Regions from separate parts of the Mus musculus genome. Here region 2 is linked to region 1. The links are chromatin contacts, called in public Hi-C maps. All regions are on one chromosome and are shown on one strand. Each heading gives the region's core, a stretch centred on a gene start, on an enhancer-like site or on the middle of the called end of the contact. The rest is flanking DNA. Distances are from core to core; before and after follow the strand shown. Region 1 overlaps Auts2 (autism susceptibility candidate 2). Region 2 overlaps Auts2 (autism susceptibility candidate 2).

Region 1 (2,981 bases), core at 147-2,646:
AGCAGTAAAACTCATAAGACAGACTCGCTCAGTCTCTTGCTGAAATTCTTCTCAACAAATCTTGCTCCTGTCCGTGGGCCTTCCTTTAGCATGTGATCCACTGAGTTTAATGAGAGATCCTCACTCCACGCTGTATGTGGTGTTATTTACCAGGAGAGGAGCAGCTTTCCAGAGGCTTCACCAGTGAATGACATCCTCCTTTCCAACAACCATTAGTTGTCTAGAGCCTTCAGGGAGAGGCAGAGCCTCTCAGGCATCTCCTTCATCCATGATGAAATACTGGGATGCGTGTGGTCAAGCAAAGCAGCAACATGCTCACGAGTGGTTGATACTTCATTTCTAGAAGGCATCTTGTGCGGCTCTCATCCCCGTCTGCCCTCTGGTTTTTTACATTTCTTTCACCCCCTCTTCTGTGACATGAGTCTCTCACAGGGTTTGAACTTGGAAGGTAGACGAGGCTGCTGTCTAGGGGATCCTAGGGATCCTTCTGTCTTTGTCTACCCATCTCTGGGGTAACAAGCCGACCCTATCGTATCTATTTTGCTTTTTCTTTTGTGTTTGTGCCAGGATCACAGCTCAGGTCTTCGTACCCATGAGGGAATCACTTTACTGTTGGATTCGTCTCCCTTGCTCTCCCTGTGAGCATTTATAGGTCTCTTTACCCTCCTCCTCGTTGGTACTCAACACATGGCTTCATTATCCCTGTTTCTTAGGCATAGATGAGCAAACTTGCTCTATAAATGCCAGTGAGTATCTTAGCTTTTACAGCCACATATGGCTCTGTCGTGTGTTCATTGTTTTGTCCCCCCTCCCCCCCGCCCCTTCCCAACAATTTACAAATGTAACACTAAGCTCATGGAGTGCAGTGTGGGTTTGATTTGGTCTGCAGGCTGCAGCTTGCCAAATCGCATCCTGGAGAATCCAGAAGTGCAGTGTGGGATGGGCGCACGTAGGCTCTTGGTCCCCTGGTTCCCTTTTCTACTGTGGCTTTGTTCTTTCCTGGTCACTGGCTGTCTCAGAGTGGTCCCCAGAGCCTATTCTCCCTGTGATGTAACGGTGTGAAATGGTGTTTTCAGCTGAAGGCCTGAGGCGGGGGAGGGGAGCATCCCTAATTAGCCTGTGCGGTTTGTGTCTTGATCCTTTTCATCTTCAATGGGCTTCTGCTAGGAGAGGATAAGAACGTGCTTAATTACAGGCATGTTGTCATAGTCCCAGCGTTCGCCTGCCTGATGAAGAATGAAGGTCCCTGAGATGGAGTGCTCCGTCAGAGGGTGTCTTTGGGAACCGACTGATATTTTTTTTCTTCCTTCCTAATCATTCTATGTCCAGAGTGATCCTGAAGGAAACCCCAGGTCGTTGCCCTAATCCATCATCTGCCCCAAGACATCTGGCCTGTGTGAAGCGTGGCAGATGTCCACCAGTCAGATCCTGCCACTGGCCTGCTATGGCTTTGTAGAGTCTTGCTTATTTATTTGTGAATCTCCTTAGTTTCGGGCATCTGGAATGTCTTTTCAGTAGGTTTCTGGTCTCACTAACCAAGGAAGAAGGAGCATTAGCCTAGACAGTGTGCCCCCACTTTCCCTGGAAGCCTGAAGTCTGTTGGTACAGTCATAACGCTTTTATAGAATCTCCTGTTGGTGTTCTTACAGGCACATGCATGCATCTGTTATGGAGTTTTCCTTGTTGATTACCTTAGTGTCGTGAATACACACATCTTGCAGTGTAAATATTGCCATCATACAATAGCATCATTATCAATCCTCAGATTTTTTTTTTCTCCACCTTTCCCAATTGTATCTCCATGATCATGAAACCCTAAGTCTTAGTCTGTCCTTTTCCAGCCTGTTTGGTCACCCTTTGCGTATTGTTTTCACAACCTAGGTATGGCACCGTAGGTGGGGTCATTTTTATTTGTCCTATTATGAGCTGCTCCATTCATTTAATATAGCATTCTCAAGGTTGGCCTGTCCTGTCCCTTATGTTAGAATGCCCTTTCCTTTTCTGTGTTTGATCTCCGTTGCTATGGGAAAACACTCTGACTGTAAAAACCTTAGGGAAGGAGAGGGTTGATCTCAGCCGGCGGGTTATAGATCATCTCTGAGAACACTTGAACTCAATCGGGAACTTGAAGCAAAAACCATGGAGTAATGGCTACTTGATAACTATCTGGAAGGCTCATGCTCAGAGAGCTTTTTTATGTAGTTCATAACTACCTGCCCAGGGAGTGGTGCCGCCCACAGTGGGCTGGGCCTTCCTGTGTCAATTAGCAATGAGGACAATCCCTCACTGACATCCCCACTGATCAACCTGATAAGGGTACTCAACTAAGACTCTTTTCAGGTGAGTTGCTTGCCGTGTCAAGCTGACAGCTAACTGCTAACTGTGATGCCTTTTAAGGATGAGAAACATTCCCCTGTAGTCACATGTGCCATTTAGTTTGCTCACTCACCAGTGGGCACTTGGATTACTTCCACATTGTAATTCTTGTACACAAGATTTCTGTGAACACATGAATGTAGGTTTTCATCTCTGTTGTGTATGTAGTTTCAAGTTATTTTTGCACCTTTTGTAGAAAAGGTCTTTTTAAATTCTCTTGTTTTTAAGTTCTTGGGGGTCCATGGGAAGTAGGACTGTGGAGCCAACCAACCTGGGAGCCTCCTGCATGCTAGGCAAGTGCTCTGCCACTGAGCATACGCTACAGCCCTTATTTTAAGCTTTCTTTTTCTGTTCTTTTTTGTATCATTTATCTATCATAGCATAAATTTTTATCTCAAAGAAATCAGTTTTAACTGCAGCACACACACACACAAAATCTAAATAATCAGTCTCTATTCATTCTGTGCTCCAGGCTCTAAGCTCAGGTCTCTAGGTAGATTGGTATTTTCAAGGCTATCGGTATGTTCTCTTTACGTTACAGGAAAAGAAAGACCTAAAGCGATTGAGGGGTTGCCAAGCAATGCTAGCACATGCCTTTGTTTAAT
Region 2 (2,981 bases), core at 233-2,732, 240 kb before region 1:
TTAATAGAAGCTTAGGGTTTAAAACCTTTTCTTTTGTAGTCTTTAAACCAAAGATTTAAAAAAATACATGTGTATGTATGTGAGTATGTGAACGTATGAGTGTGAGCATCAGGCAGGCCATGTGTACTATGTCTGGAAGGCATCTTGGTGCCATGTAGCTGGAGCTATTGGCAGGCCTAAGCTGCCCCACATGGATGCTAGCAACCAAAATCTGGTCTTCTGGAAGAGCTGTAAGCGTTCTTAACCACAAAACTCTATTTCCAGCCCTTATACTCAGGATTTTCAAATTTCTTACCTTACCCTTGTCAGTGATGTGAGGGATAAATTATCTTCCAGCTGTAGATGGTGACCTCTTTATTGGGGGGGGGGGCATTCAGTGGCACAGCCAAGTTCTCAGGTCTGAGCCAGCACCGAGCTTATTAAAAGTCGATCTGGTGTTTTCCAGTGTTGGGTTCATATGAAGGCTCTTGTCTCTTGCTGAGAGAGATAGTGATCTACTCTTACTCAGTCCTGTAATTTGCTATGGTGATATACAATGGACAGTCAAGAGCCTTAAATATGGTCTGCTGTCTCTCAAGTTGAGGGTATTATTTTCTTAATCTTATTAATATTTTGTCACAGTTAGAACAAACTCAATGGGGCAGCAGTCAGATCTCCCAAATTATAAGAGCATGCCAGTTGTATGTTCTTAACTAAGAAGATGGTGTTTTAAAAACATCATCTCCCCAAAACAATTTAAAAAAAAAAAAAACCTTTCCCCTTTTAATAACTGTTCTTGGAGAGATGAATGGCAGTCTGTGCCGCAGCTCACACCTCTCACATTAGGCATATTTCAGCCATAAACTTAATTATGACAGGAATTTTCAAACGACTCCACCTTTTTCCCTCTCCTGCACTCAGTCTGAGAGGGATACCACACTCTATTTCTGAGCTGATAAAAATCCTCTTTCTGAAAGCATTTATTATATTACAGCCTCACATGAGCCGAGCTCTATCCTCACCCTGCGTTAAGTGTCTGCGGTAGATTTCATTACAACCATATACTGGAAGTCCTGCCAGTATCCTGGCAGCAGAGTCCTAGTGGAAAATAAATGGCAATAAAAAAGAGAAATGATAGCCTGTGTGAGCGACGAGGAGCACAGCTTTATTGAGACTGGACAACCCCAGAGTAGTGACTTGGCATGCAAACACGAGCTTAAGAGAGAGTGAGTGAAAGTTGATATTGGAATAACGACTCCGCAGCCCAGACATGGGAATAATTTAATTAATTGCACTGAAATTTCTTTGATGAATAGTTATGCGGTGCTAAGCGTGGGGTCGAACAACAGAATGAGTCTCAGCTTTTTAATGGGCTAGCGCAGCTGCAGCTTTGGATGCCTTCCCACTTTATTTTTGCCTGCAGCTCTCCACAGCTCATCCGTGTCTCTCCAGCTAAGCGCGCCGCTCCCGGAGCTCCCTCTCCATGCATTCTGCAGAATTCTGCAGAGCCAGAGCCAGAGCCAGAGCAAGATGACTGAGTGCATTTGGCCGAGGGAAGCCACTGGCTGGTGACTGCTTTGAAATGAAAACCAGATCAAAAGGGGAGGGGCGGGGGCTGAGGGGGGCTGGCAAAAATTGTCGGTTGGTTTTTCTCGGGATGGAAACCTGCGCCTCATCACCCCACCCTCCTCAAATCTCTAGGATGCTTTTACAGAGTCTTTGCTGTTAAGTTGTATAAAGATTTTAATAAAAATGTCTTGTCCCTGGAGAAGGAGGCCGGCTTTTGTTGTCAGAGAGCTGGAGGGAAAAGAGCAGTGCGGCCCAGCTGGAGCTGGGGCATTAATCCCAGGATTCCTAGCCGGTATTTTCAGACAGATCAATTACTTACGGCTGTAACCAATCTCTCTCCGCTCCCTCGCTGTGCTGAGCTCGCTTGGCAGACTTGGCAGCTGACATAACCTTCCAACTTGACAGGACCGCAGCTGCCAATCTCTTTGGGGTCTGCTGGCCCCTCCATCTTTGAGGTTATACAAATGAGCCGTTAAATAAAAATCAAAAGTCAAAAGTTATGGGTGGTAACTTCTTCATGGCTCAGTCACACCCACAGATCCAGGCAACAGTTCTAGATGGACTCAGAATAAATAAATAAAAAGTCAAGATGAACGATCCCGCTGTGTCGCTTTCTTCACTGTGATGGCCAGCCCTCTATAAGAGAGAAAAAATCTCTCTCCAGAGTGAAGAAATTATCCACAGTGGATGCATTTCTTATCAGCTTCTAGGTTGAAAGATGAACTCCAAAGTGGAGAGGAAGGAGATTAGGAGGAGACAAGAAGGGCAGATACAGGTGAGCCGTGTCTAATGCTTTTCACACCGGGTGAGTCACCCGTCTTCAGCTGCTAGGCCGCCTGGGCTCAAGGCCAAGAGATGTCAGATCAGAAAAGAAGTGACCCTCGCTAACACACAGGTGGTGTAGAACATGTACTCTGTTTATAGAGTGTTTCAGCATGAGAATATAGCACTTCTGTGACAGAGCAAAATTGATGGTCTCTGAAGACTGCCCCCAGAATTTATTTAGTGTCGGCAGGTCTCAGTCCTTCTGAACTGGGCCCTTCACAGCTGTGTCAAGCCCACACAGCCCTCCTAGAGGAAGTACTTAGGGGCCAGATACAGGAAACCTTAGGGTCCCTTTGTGATTTCACTCACTAGACGCACAGATGTGCAGCTCCATCTTTTCAGAAGGTCTCAGGTAGCTAAAGCCGGACTTGAACTTTCTGTGTAGGCAAGGATGATTCTCAACCTCTGACCCTCACCTTTGACCCTCTTTTCTCTTTTTTTCTTACTCTTGTTGTTGAGGTGGGTTTATGTGGTGCTGGGAATGGAACCTCATGCATGCCAAGCAAACACTACCATATAGCTCTGGCCTTTTCTCCCTGTCCTTGTCCTCCTCCTTCCCCCACCTCTCCTTTTCCTTTGTGCTTCCATGACTCCCACCTCTCTCTTGT

The links. A called contact is a pair of places that touch in the nucleus more often than the background predicts.
Region 2: a Hi-C map of the N1E-115 cell line shows a contact between it and region 1, with 4 times the contacts expected there. The contact joins two enhancer-like sites. A contact is called at or near these places in 1 of 484 Hi-C or Micro-C datasets (the N1E-115 cell line) and 3 of 115 datasets of contacts at active chromatin or transcription factors (differentiating embryonic stem cells, embryonic basal ganglia and forebrain).

What each region holds. Positions count from the first base shown.
Region 1 is chr5:131,831,471-131,834,451 of GRCm38.p6, reverse strand. The region is part of intron 4 of Auts2 (autism susceptibility candidate 2); the gene reads left to right. Among named protein-coding and RNA genes, the nearest start is that of 4930563F08Rik, 47 kb to the left of the region's middle. Within about 2 kb of position 1,396, at least 27 of the 459 cell types and tissues checked have an H3K27ac peak or open chromatin away from gene starts, as enhancers often do. A contact at or near this core is called in the N1E-115 cell line, where this site is marked.
Region 2 is chr5:132,073,337-132,076,317 of GRCm38.p6, reverse strand. The region is part of intron 2 of Auts2 (autism susceptibility candidate 2); the gene reads left to right. Among named protein-coding and RNA genes, the nearest start is that of 4930563F08Rik, 190 kb to the right of the region's middle. Within about 2 kb of position 1,482, at least 101 of the 459 cell types and tissues checked have an H3K27ac peak or open chromatin away from gene starts, as enhancers often do. A contact at or near this core is called in the N1E-115 cell line, where this site is marked.